Regions from separate parts of the Sus scrofa genome. Here region 1 is linked to region 2. A link is a contact called in public HiChIP or PLAC-seq data. All regions are on one chromosome and are shown on one strand. Each heading gives the region's core, a stretch centred on a gene start, on an enhancer-like site or on the middle of the called end of the contact. The rest is flanking DNA. Distances are from core to core; before and after follow the strand shown. Region 1 overlaps TMEM135 (transmembrane protein 135). Region 2 overlaps TMEM135 (transmembrane protein 135).

Evidence for each region. HiChIP or PLAC-seq counts read pairs in DNA pulled down with a chosen protein or histone mark.
Region 1: an H3K27ac HiChIP or PLAC-seq map of alveolar macrophages shows a contact between it and region 2. The contact joins two enhancer-like sites. A contact is called at or near these places in 1 of 47 Hi-C or Micro-C datasets (liver) and 1 of 2 datasets of contacts at active chromatin or transcription factors (alveolar macrophages).

The regions. Positions count from the first base shown.
Region 1 is chr9:20,955,521-20,962,186 of Sscrofa11.1, reverse strand. All of the region lies in intron 8 of TMEM135 (transmembrane protein 135), which reads right to left. Among named protein-coding and RNA genes, the nearest start is that of TMEM135, 220 kb to the right of the region's middle. Within about 2 kb of position 3,411, at least 4 of the 83 cell types and tissues checked have an H3K27ac peak or open chromatin away from gene starts, as enhancers often do. A contact at or near this core is called in alveolar macrophages, where this site is marked.
Region 2 is chr9:20,809,562-20,816,430 of Sscrofa11.1, reverse strand. It overlaps TMEM135 (transmembrane protein 135), which reads right to left. Exons shown (of 17, transcript XM_021062616.1): 4 at 6,806-6,869; 5 at 3,957-4,049. Among named protein-coding and RNA genes, the nearest start is that of TMEM135, 72 kb to the right of the region's middle. Within about 2 kb of position 1,345, at least 1 of the 83 cell types and tissues checked has an H3K27ac peak or open chromatin away from gene starts, as enhancers often do. A contact at or near this core is called in alveolar macrophages, where this site is marked.

The sequences.
Region 1 (6,666 bases), core at 2,162-4,661, 140 kb before region 2:
TGGTAAAACACTCAGCAAGGTGCCTGGCACAGAAGCAATCAATACATACTCGCTAGCTGTAATCATTTCACTTTTCACCACAGCCTTACCAACTAAAAGAAAGGGACAAAGTCCTTTCCAACTGAAAGAAAGGGACAGAGTGGCTCTGAAATTATGGAAGACACAGGCCGGTATGGTAGATTTTTTAAGTCATATGAGCTTGTATGATATTTACATGTAAAATTCCCACTATATGACTCCTTCAAAGCTGATAAAATTTAGGTAAATATATCTTCCTCAGATATATCATACTTGTTTCTTTTGCTGCTGTGCTGTTAGCTCTTCCCCTAAGAATTGAAAACTGTTTCCACTTATGCTGCATACCCAGCAATCTGACTTTCTGCACTGTTTCCTATAGAAAAGAGTGTTACAAATATATGAGAATATAGACAGGTGCAACTTAGAGCACATTTGCACTTTTAAAATTATACTCAGGTAAAACTGGCCAATGAAAGAAAGAATCATGTGCCCCAAATGCAGTCTGTATAATCCCCCCACTTTGCAGATGACCCCTTACAGAGAAGACACAACTGACAGGTGAACAAGAAATGGGAAGAGGATGCTGGAACAAGAGATATGCTAAATCCAAACAAAAAGTCCAACAGCCAAGAACAGGGAACCTCATTAGATTTGTGGGGTTAGCAATAGGGCAAAAGGTCAAGATTTGGAGCAGATCTAGATGTTATTAACAAGTAAAAACAGCTAAATCCAAAAGAACTACTGGAAAGAATACTTTTAGACAAAATAGAACTCATACAAGGTAGATGTGATCAGCCTGGTATCTATTTAATTCATGTATGGAAGAAGAGGAAACAATATTTGACTTTTGAGATGAGATTAAGCAGAGCAGAATTTGAATTCAGTAAGCTAAAAAAAGGGACTTGTGAGAAGATAATGTTTTAGACACACAATAAAATTCCAGTCAATCTCTTTTATGACAACAGCTGTTCGTAAGATTACAATTTCTACTTTATGTCAAAGCTTCATATTTCAATTATAGCTTATTACTGTGGCCAATTTGATTTGAAAAATAAGAAGGTAAAATCTACATCCTATAATATAGTTTCAGACTCCTGAAATTTCAAGTACTTTACAGCTTTAAAAAACAACCTCCTTTTATAAATTTCTTTGGAAATCTAGTATTTTTTTCAACAAAATAAACTTTGATACTAGAAATGAAATAACATCCCCGAAGGTCATAAACACAGAATAAAATTTAAGATATTCCTGATTTCCTACATAAAATTAATATACCTTAAATTTAGATGACTGAATTTAAATGACATGTGACTACATCCAGTGAGCTTAAGCCAGGAAATATAGCAAGAGAAATTAAAATAATTGAAATCCTTAAAATGTACAAATCGCTGTTCAAATAAATCTTCAATACATATCTGTTTACATTTCATAAAGGAAGCAGGGATCAATTCATGATAAAAGATGAGAAATGATAATAAATATATGCTAATGTAAAACGTTGCTTCCTCTTAAGAAATTATTAATAATGCATAAAAAAGTAGTAACATAAATTACATTCTAAAATGCCAGTCATACATACATTTGTCACACAAAATGACATGATGGATAGTTAATGTTAACTGTTATAGTGCAACACCCAGTTATTTCCTTGACGTTCTGTATTAAAGCAAAAAAAAAAAAAAAAAAAAAATCCAAAAAAACAAATTAGAAAAGCAACAGTGGAGAAGGGGGCAGGAGAGGAGAGGAGAGGAAGGGAGGGAAAGGGAGAGACTGAAACCGAGAGACAAAAAGCATAGCCATCTGGCTACAAAGTAGCTTTTATCCTCCTTCCTGGTTAAAATTTAGTCATAAGAAAAGAATTCCAAAGATTCTAATGACAGCAATCAGAAATATTTATTATTTCAAATAGAAAGATGAATAATCCCATGAGATGGCATGTATGGCATTTAAAGTTAAATTATTCAAAATTCTACTTTGACCTCTGTTCCCAACTGCTGAGTGAGCTAAGACAAGTCATAAAAACCCTCAGAGATTCCAGAAAAGTGACAGTGTTGTACATAATCTCTAATTTGCTCCCTACTCTAAAAATCTAGGATCTTCTAAAACATTAAGTATTGCTGTTTATTTCCTTGAAAGGAAAATGCTTTTGTTTGTGAAATTTTGCAATATAACAAATTAACTTAAAATAACACTGAATCAGCATATATTCCATAAATTCTTGAACCTCGGTTATTTTTAGGCTAGAATAAATAAGCACCAAGTTGTATGTATAAGCTGGTTCCTATAATAAAAGTATGATTATGAAGTTTGGCTCTATTAAGATAAGAAATAGGCCAAAAAAAACCATATATATATATATGTCTTTTTAGTGCCACACCCACAGCACATGGAGGGTCCCAGGCTAGGGGTAGAATCAGAGCTGTAGCTGCTGGCTTAGCCACAGCCACACTCAGGATCCAAGGCACATCTGTGGCCTATACCACAGCTCACTGCAAGGCTAGATCCTTAACCCACTGATCTCCCCATAAAAAAAATTTTTTTATAGGTAGAAATCAGGGAGTTTCCATTGTGGCTCAGCAGTAACAAACTCCACTAGTATCCATGAGGACGCAGGTTTGGTCCCTAGCTTTGCTAAGTAGGTTAAGGATCCAGCATTGCCCTTAGCTCTGGTGTAGGTTGAGGGCGTGGCTCAGATCCCGAGTTGCTGTGGTGTAGGCCAGCAGCTGTAGCTCTGATTCAACCTCTAGCCTGGGAATTTCCATATGCTGCAGGAGCAGCCCTAAAAACAATAAACAAAGTAGAAATCAAATCTTGAGAACTTTAAGGCAGAGAAAAAAGAACAGTGATGATGAATGATATTGGAGACAAAAGATGTTAGTAAATCTTTTTAAATATGTTTTTACAGTAAAATTCTCTTAAGCAATTTCCATTTAAGAGATTACATTTAGGGAGTTCCCGTCGTGGCACAGTGGAAATGAATCCGACTAGGAACCATGAAGTTGCAGGTTCGATCCCTGGCCTCACTCAATGGGTTAAGGATCCGGCATTGCCATGAGCTGTGGAGTAGGTCACAGATACAGCTCAGATCTGGCATTGCTGTGGCTGTGGTGTAGGCTGGCAGCTAAGCTCTGATTAGACCCCTAGCCTGGGAACCTCCATATGCCGTGGGTGTGGCCCTAAGAGGACAAAAAACAAAAGACAAAAAAAAAAGAGATATTACATTTAATAAGATATATTTATCTTAGATTCTGTTTTCTCTGCAAAATATTCAAATGTTCACACTGACTTCTACAAGATTAAAAAAAAAAAACAAAATACTACTAAATGTGACCACATATATCTGTTCATACTAGTTGAGTTACATGCTTGCCAAGAATCAGCTGTGTTTATCCCCAAATGCGTTTATGTCATTTGTATTTGTTAATGTAATTATGTAACTGACCTACATATTACATAAACCAAAAGGGAAAAAAGTTTTTCTTTCCATGGAGACCGAGTTGAATGTTTTGGAAAGACAATACCTTACAAGTATGATTTATACAACAAAAACAACTCAGAACTCCAGCTGGGGAACTCAAAAAAAAACAAAAAATGCCTTGGTAAATGAGCAGATATTTGTGTGCACTGGACTGTAATACTTAGGATGCACATACACGGATATCTTGCTGCTGATGCTGGTGTAGACAAACCTCATGCCGCTGCCATAGGACAGCTGCCCCTTTACAGCTTCTGTGCCCTCAGCCTGGGCTGCAGTACAAAGACATGTGAAGCAGTGGGACACAGAGCTGGCCTAGCCAACTTGCTTGTTATGTGCCACAACAATTTTATGGTTGCTGTTTACATAATAGCTGATATAACACTATTAACAGGAAAAAACAAATACAGCATATAAAGAGTGTCTACAAATCAGCAAAAAAAATAAAAAATAAGGAATGGATAGAGGGCATGAAATCAAAATAACTAATAAACCAATGAAAAGACATTCAAGCTCACCAGTTCGCAAAGAAATACAAAGCAAGGCAGAGAGGAGGAACTGCATTTTAGATCACATGACTGACAAGGTAGAGATCACCGACAGCAACTAAGATCCGGACTCAACAACGGTTCTTGGAGGGAAAGTAGAGCGGTACTGCCTTCTGTGAAGGACAGTATCTGGCCATATGTGTCAAAATTGAATATATTAGGATATTTTTTACTCAGAATCCATACGTAGGTAACTATCTAGCTCATAGAAACACTGGAACATGTTCACAAAGATATTTTTATTTATTTATTTATTTATTTTTTTTGTCTTTTTGCTATTTCTTGGGCCGCTCCTGCGGCATATGGAGGGTCCCAGGCTAGGGGTTGAACCGGAGCTGTAGCTACTGGCTTACACCACAGCCACAGCAACGCGGGATCCGAGCCGCGTCTGCAACCTACACCACAGCTCACGGCAACGCCGGATCGTTAACCCACTGAGCAAGGGCAGGGACCGAACCCGCAACCTCATGGTTCCTAGTCGGGTTCGTTAACCACTGCGCCATGACGGGAACTCCTCCGATATTTTTAAAAGAATGTTCACAGTTGGACAGTTTGTAATAGTGAAAAACTGTAAACAGTAGAAATGGGGCTTAAGGAATTATTTAGAGATATATAACATTTTTGGAAACTCCTAAAAACTATGAGGTAGGTCTATATATACTAACACATAGACACAAACCTCAGATATGTTATTCAACAGAATAAATACTGCAGAAAAACAGTTTTCCTGTTTTTTAAAATAAATATACACATAGGTACATAGGTATGTACAGAAAGAATTCTGGAATGATATGTGCCAAACTGTTAAGAAGGTTTCAAATGAAAGAGAAGCAGGAAGAGGGAGCAGCTGGATAAAATGGGAAGAAATTTCATTTTTTACTCTATACACCTTGATGTTATTTTATTTTATTTTATTTTTTGCTTTGCTATTTATTTATTTATTTATTTATTTTGCTTTTCCCAGGCTAGGGTCAAATCAGAGCTACAGTTGCTGGCCTACACCACAGCCACAGCAACAAAGCATCCGAGCCATGTCTGCAACCTATACCACAGCTCACAGTAACACTGGATCCTTAATCCACTGAGCGAGGCCATGGATTGAACCCGTGATCTCATGCTTAGTAGTCGGATTCGTTTCTGCTGCACCACAGTGGGAACTCCTGATGTTACTTGCTTTTGTTTTGAAAGAACTTAGTAGTGTATTACTAGTACAATTAACAAATTTAAAAAAGAGAGAGACATGCTAAATTTTAGATCAGGAAAGTCTCTCATTAATTCACCTATTGAAGAACAGACTCATTTTCTACCCACCATTGCGGACTGCATTTAAAATGGGGTAATAAAGTAAAATGCATATTAAAATGCTAGAAGAAGTTGATGCTGAGAAGAAAGTTAAGAGGGAGAAAAGGAGACAATAATCTTTAAGGATTTAAAGTGATTATATGGAATAACTGCTTTCAGTTGCAACTGAGAAAAGGACTTCAGGGTAAACCCACTCCTTTTTATTACTGAGATTTCGGATATTCAGGGAAAGTGTTCTGACTCTACATGCTGTGAACTACTAGAATAGGTAGGTGACCAAGAGAGGCAGAGGGATGACATTCTCTGGATTCTTTTTTTAAAATACACATCTTAAGGAAAGTTTTATCATTTATTTCTTGATGCGACCTACAGCTTTGCTACTGCCAGTGTGATCCCAGGGCCAGCAGCGCAGGCATCACCTTTTTAGAAATGCAAAAGCTAAGACCTCATCCCAGACTTACTGAATCATAACCTGCGCTTTGATAATTATGCACATTATAGTCTGAGAGCTTCGTTACAGCCCTTACATCAGACATTTACATTTTAACAGTTCTTTTTATGCCTCTTGAACATTAACAAGTGCATACTTGGGAATCAGTAAAAAGAAATAGTTCATTTGATTACAAATTTTTTTCAACCATATAGGTGCTATTTCTGCTTTTCCAAATTATAATTTAAAAAAGTAACAATTTATTTAAGCCTATATTCTTTCAAGGAAAAAGTCACATCAGTCCAAATCATTCATTCCCATAGTGCTTCCTATCATTAAGATGTAATAGAAAACTGTAAGTGATGTAAGTGAAAATCCAAAAGAAACAGACAATAACTTCGATAAAATGATCAAAAACTTAAATGATCTTCAAATTCTTAGGACTCAAGTAATTTCAGTAAGATCGGCTTCCTATGATAAATCTCCCTACATGTTTCATACCAGTAGAAGTTGCTAGTAATTTTAAAAGATGAGGTGAGGAACAGTCTTATCTCTCATAAGAATCCCTGAAAATATCGTAAATGCCACCCTGCAAGGAAGATTTGTCCAAAATAACAGAATTGGGAATTATCCAATTCCAAAAATATTTAACATTCAAGTGAGAAACAGAAGTCAAGATAGCAACTGTGCTTCTGCTATTAGAGCTTGATGTTTCTGTGATGGGAGAAGTCAAATATGATAAGCTCAACTGCTATCCATCTTCGAATTTTGACTATCAATCGTTCTTCTGAACGGGCTTTAGGAACTCAAAACCATGGGAATTACATACTCCGTGTCGGTGCACAAATCACCCCAGAAAGCAATCCAGGGCAACCTGGATTCGAGGTCTGGGG
Region 2 (6,869 bases), core at 96-2,595:
CCTGGCCTGGGAACTTCCAAATGCCGAGAGTGGCCAAAAAAATGTAATATCCTACCTCACATCAGAGACAAAAATTGACTCAAAATGGATCAAAAACCCAAATACAAGAACTAAAACTATAAAATTCTAAAACTAAAAAACTCTTAAAACATAGGGGTAAATCTTTGTGACCTTAGAGTTGGTAATGGCTTCTTAAATACGGCACAAAAGCACAATCAATAAAAGAATAAAATATATAAACTAGACTTCATCAAAATTAAAAATATATGTGCTTCAAAGGACAGCATCAAGAAATTTTAAAAAGTCAGAGCACCAAATGGGAGAAGGAAATTTGCAAATCATATATCTGATAAAGGACTTGTAACTAGAATATCTAAATAACTCTTACAAATTAATAATAAAAAAAATGATACAATTAAAAAAAACAGGCAAAGGATCTAAATAGGTTTCTCCAAAGATAAACAAATGACTAGTAAGTACGTGAAAAGTTGCTGAACACCATTAGTCATCTGGGAAATTCAAATTTAAACTGCAATTAAATATTACTTCACACTCTCCAGGATGACCATAATCAGAAAGACACATTATTACAAGTGTTAGCCAGAACTTGAAGAAATTAAACTCCCTACTGCTGGAGTGAATGAAAAATGGTGCAACAACTTCAGTTCCACTTTGGCAGTTCCTCAAATGGTTAAACAGAGAGCCAGCAATAAAACTACAAATTAATAACAGAGAGACCCTTCCATCTTCTTAAGCTCTCTACTTATATCAAAGGAGAAAGAAAAACTAAAATTACAGAATTTCTAGAAAATGATGATAATGAAAATAACGCATATCAGAATCAATGGGATATAATTACAGCAATGATAAAGAGAAAATTCATAGCCTTAAACACTTACATCAATAGACCTTAAAAAAGGAAAATAAATAAATTAAGCATCAAACTAAAAAGATTTTTAAAAAGAAAGCAAATTTGCTCAAAAAGTAGGAAGAAGGAAAAAACAATGAAAGTGAAAATTGGATGAGAAAGCCAAAAAACAGAGCTAATAAATGAGTCAAAATCAACAAATTAGCTAACAATACAATTATGCAAAATAAATGGCAAGTTGAGAAATAACCAGGGAAAACAAAAAATTCAATCAAATCATAACTACTTTGTATAAGCTCCATGCAAATAAATACAAAAATCTTTATAAAATGGGTAATTTCTGGGAAATGGAAGCTTTTTAATAAAGGGATAATGTTCAAATTGTTAAAGAAAGTTATTAACACTGACTTTCTATTGAGTGAGTTGAAAGTTTAAACAGACCAATTTCCACAGAGGAAACTGACAACTTTTTCTATAAACTACCACACCCAAAAGAGTCACCACGGTTCCACAGAGGAATGGACCAAATACTAAAAGGCCACAACATTCATTGCTACTTAAACTATACCAGAGTAAGGAGAAAAAAAATGAAAACTGGTGAATTATTTATAAAGTAAATATGACACCAACATTAAACTCGATTTGTTTAATACATACACACAACACACACTAGTCATTCTCACAAATAGTGATGTCATGATCAACTGAGGTTCATCACAGCACAGAAAGAATTGGAATTGTGGAATGTCAGGAAATCCACTCATTTAGTTCACCATAAATAACAGATATCATTGGAAAGAGCTGGTGATTATCACTTTAATCACATTCAAACTTGGAACAACTTAAAACTATGGACCTCTGATGGTTTCAGCATCATCTATGAAGTAAATTCTTATCAAGAATGTTTAATCTGAATCTAATCAAGTCTTCAGCCTGAACTTCAAGTATACAAGAAATATTTCAGACAAAGGCAGAAATGTTTTAGACACACAAGACAATTGGCCTGGTCACATCAGTAAGTCAACGCTATGAGGGAAAGAAAGGGGGGATTAACCTAGATTAGAAGAAAATACATATAACACCATATGTCAACTTTGATGTTCACGTTCAAAAAACAGCTGTAGGGAGTTTCCTTGTGGCTCAGAGGGTTAACTATCCAGCTTTGTCACTGCAGTGGCTCAGGTCACTGCTATGGCAGGGGTTCAATCCCTGGCGTGGGAACTTCCATATGCTGGGGGTGCAGCCAAAAAAGAAAAAACTGTAAAGCACTTCAGGACAACATGGACAAGATGGTATTAGAAAATGATAATGATTCCTTTGTGTGATAATACTGTTGTAATTGAATAGGAAAGTACCCTAACTTTAGAATTTGCATGCTTGAGTTCCCAATGTGGCTCAGTGGTTAATGAATCCAACTAGGAACCATGAGCTGCAGGTTCGATCCCTGGCCTTCTCAGTGGGTTAAGGATCCGGCGTTGCCATGAGCTGTGGTGTAGGTCACAGACTGCGGCTCATAGGATCCGAATTGCTGTGGCTCTGGCATAGGTTGGCAGCTACAGCTCCGATTAGACCCCTAGCCTGGAAACCTCCATATGCCACGGGTGCAGCCCTAAATAAATAATAGTAATAAAAATAAATAAAAATAGAAATTGCATGCTGAAGTATTTAGGAGTTCATGATGCCTACAATGTAAAGTAGGCAAATAACTTCAAAAATCCTGTATTATCATTCAAGTGCTCAAAATAAATCATAGAAAGCTTGGCTTAAAGCATCTTTAAAGTTTCAGATGAGTAGCATACTTTGAGTCATATTTTCAAAACAAATATTCAGATATTTTAATGGATTGGAGAGTTACAATCACCAGAACAATTACTTTAGGGCAAAAAACAATAAAAAATACTTCACACTTAACACACTTACAATACAGCAGGCACTCTTCTAAGCACGTTTTACATAATTAACTCATTTAATTCTCTGAACAGCCCTGAGTAGATTACGACTACTATCTCCATTTTCTTTCTTTTTTTTGCACTACCTCCATTTTCAATGTAAGGAATAAACCATAAAAGTTACATAGTAAGTGGCAGAGCCAGTCTCTCAAACCAGATAATATAGCTGCAGAATCCACACTCTTAACAACTATTCTGCACTGTCCTCTCAGGTGGAGTAACTTACATTTCTAGCAATAATGACTTTATTTTGCTGGGGTCATTACATGTTTCGATTTAGTAATTTTAATAACCCAGAAGTATCATGATATAATCAGAGAACCACAAAAATTTAGATACTACTACATTTACAAGAATGCCTTAAAATGGCTTCAGGTGGTTTAAGTAAACATTTGGTTACCGCACAAGAATTACCTATATTCTTATTAGGGGATCCACGACTGTAATAAACATCTCCATAAACTGAAAGATGACCCCCATCTTGATTAATACATGAGTGTATCTTGATTGTCTGGAATAAAGATGGAATCAAAGCAGTTCCTGACAATAAAAATAATTATTCTTGAGATGGTAAAAATCCTTTTACGCAAAATCTTTAACTTCAACTGTTTACCTGGCTGAACAACTTACAGAACAGTTTGTAGCTCTTTTTTTTTTTTTTTTTGTCTTTTCTAGGGCTGCTCCCATGGCATGTGGAGGTTCCCAGGCTAGGGGTCTAATTGGAGTTGTAGACTCGGGTTCAATCCCTGGCCTTGCTCAGTGGGTTAAGAATCCATTGTTGCTGTGAGCTGTGGGGTAGGTTGCAGACACAACGAGGATCTGGCGTTGCTGTGGCTTTGGCATAGGTCATCAGCAAAAGCTCCGGTTGGACCCTTAGCCTGGGGACCTCCATGTGCTGTGGGAGCAGCCCTAGAAAAGGCAAAAAAAGACAAAAAAAAAACAAAAACAAACAAACAAAAACCCATAAAAAATAATATTACTATTAAATTCTCCAGATATTTGCAAGATTGAAAAATATATGTGGAAATATTTCTCATCCCTGGATCATGATAAACAATAAGTAGATAAAAATAAATTCCTAGCTAGGGTGGGGATCAGTAAATCAGTTCCACTAAATATGTAGATAAGTAAATTTTTACCTGCTTTTTCTTTCAATCAGAATGGCCACATAAGATGCTGGCAAAGCGGCACCAAAGCCAGGACTCCATGAGTAGAATTTGCCAAGTATCTTCCTGAAATTCAAATTTGGAATAACTGTATGAAATTTCTAGTTGGTCATTTTGGTTATTATGCATAGAAGTTCCCCTTCTCAGTCCACCCTCTGTGTCAATGTCCCACAGCACTTCAAATGCAACATGTCCCAAATAAAACTCATTATCCTTCTCCCCCTCTCCAGGACCGTGTTCCTTCTCCTCTCTCTTGCAAGGTTAATGACATCAACCACTGTGAGACATCCTGGGCTTCTCCTCCTTCCCTACCTCACATAGGAAACCATTCCCTTAAACATTTCCATATGCACCTGCTCTCTCAGATCCCCCCCAAGCCACTGCCCCTGCCTCAGCCGAGTCCCTCCCCATCTCTTCCTCAGGCTACAACATCAGCAAACCAACAGGTATCTCTCCTTCCAATGATTTAGTCAGTTGTATTCATCCAAACATTCCCTAGATCCAACATTGATCACTTAGCAAACCCTCTATGTTCTCGGTTTATCTATCAAATGGGAATAAATGTACTATCTCACACAGATGTTACGACGGCTACATGAGCTGATTCCCAGAACCACACATGGCACATGGAAGGTATTCAGAAAATGTCAGCTTTTATTACTGCTACTGTTTTGTAAACACATGATAGATATTCAACACATGTCTTTGCTTCTATAACTCTGGGAAAGTTTTTCTTATTTTACATTTTGTACTTATATGTATATATAAAAGTTTCCATTTACTTGAACATATCCCTTGAAAGAAAGAATCTGCATAGTGTCTCACATATTATAAACAACCACAGGCTACTTGGATTATTAAAGAGGGAAAAAAAATCTGGAAATAATTAGGAAGATTTTTTTTTCCTTCAAAGATGCTATATTGCTAAGAAAGGGAGAAGGAGGAAAATTATAAAAATTATTTGAACAAAATTAGTTAACCGTTCAATGATGTATTTACTATAGGAAAGAAATATATACTATGTACATACAGATAAGGATCAAAAATCACAAGTGAAGCTTAGCTTTAAAAAAATTAGAAAACCGGAGTTCCCGTCGTGGCGCAGTGATTAACGAATATGACTAGGAACCATGAGGTTGCGGGTTCGATCCCTGCCCCTGCTCAGTGGGTCGAGGATCCAGAGTTGCCATGAGCTGTGGTGTAGGTTGCGGACGCAACTCGGATCCGGAATTGCTGTGGCTCTGGTGTAGGCAGCTGGCTATGGCTCCGATTAGACCCCTAGCCTGGGAATCTCCATATGCCATGGGAGTGGCCCTAGAAAAGGCAAAAAGACAAAAAAATAAAAATAAAAAAATAAAAAAATTAGAAAATCGAGTTCCTGTTGTGGCTCATCGGGTTACAAACTCAATTAGTATCCATGAGGATGCGGGTTTACTCTCTGGCCTCACTCAGTTGAGTTAAGTGTTGCTATGAGCTGTGGCGTAGGTCACAGACAAGGCTCAGATCCCGTGTTGCTATGGCTGTGGTGTAGGCCATCAGCTGAAGCTCCAATTCAACCCCTAGCCTTGGAACTCTTATGTGCTACAGGTGCAGCCCTAAAAAAATAGAAAAAAGAAAAAAAAAAAAAAAAAAAGAAAGCCTACATTTAACATGGGTATTTCTGCAAAGGACATCAGAAACATTATGCTTGAAAAAACTGGAGGTGGTTCTCCCTCCAATATAAAATCCACAAAGGACTTAAAAGTTATTGAATGTAAAAATTAAAGAAAAATAACTCGATGAGTCAGTTATTGGAGGAACACAGACATTACCTTATTATAAGCATTTTACATTTCCACAACTAAACCAAACAGATTCATAGAATATAAAGAAATATGCTGCAAGAACAATTTATTATTATTGCAATTTTTAAAACCTAATTATAACTCTATTTTTAGAGTTTTAGCAGTATCAGAAACTTTCTAGAGACTACATGATAGTTTCTTACATAGATTTTCAAGTTCAACACATGACAGTATATTCTTTATCAATTATTTTCTACATAATCTAAAAGTTTATAAATATTAATGTTCTTAAGGGGGAAAATCTGTAAAAGCCATCTATAAATTTTATTTCTAACTGCAGTTAAAATCTACCTGCAGAATTACTTTGGGCAACACTAAGTAACACTAATATTAACATAATGTTGAGTTAGTATTTTAACTTGACAAATTAAAAAAAAAAAAAAACTAGCTTGAGGTTGCAACGATCAGTGGGGAAAAAGGATAAAAAGTAAAGATTTAATTAACATGCTAGGTATATCACACCAGTAAAAACTGAATTCTAACTACATCTATGTTGTATGAAGTACAGACAGAGGTATTGCATATAAGACTGAATCAGAACCAAAAGTTTCAACAGCAGGATATGCCAAAAGTTTTAAAGATAAACACAAGCATTTCACAGTCCTTCTGAAGTCTGTTCACTGCATATGGACCTAAAGTGTATCACAGACAGTTGCTTTGAATTCCTAATCTATAAAGCTGAAAAGTTAAGAAATCCTCATTAACAACTCAGTAAATACAACGGGCCTCAGAAAATGTATGCTGTATTAAAGCACTTTTGCTCTATAATCACAGCAACAATTTGAAGTTTATGTTACATCTATAGGCCAAGAGGCCCACAACTCCTGGTTTTACAAGCTTTCCTTGAGATAAATAGATGTCATTTCAGAGAGAAAAAAATATATCAGCAGTGACCTGAACATTTTTATAAACATTTGTTTGTTTCAGTTTCAACAAAGGAATCTAGATTAACCTGCAGTGGTGATTATGAGTACCAACCTTAAAATGCAAAAGAAAGCCATATACAAGGCCCCATTAGCAGTCAGAAATGAAGCAGACTGTA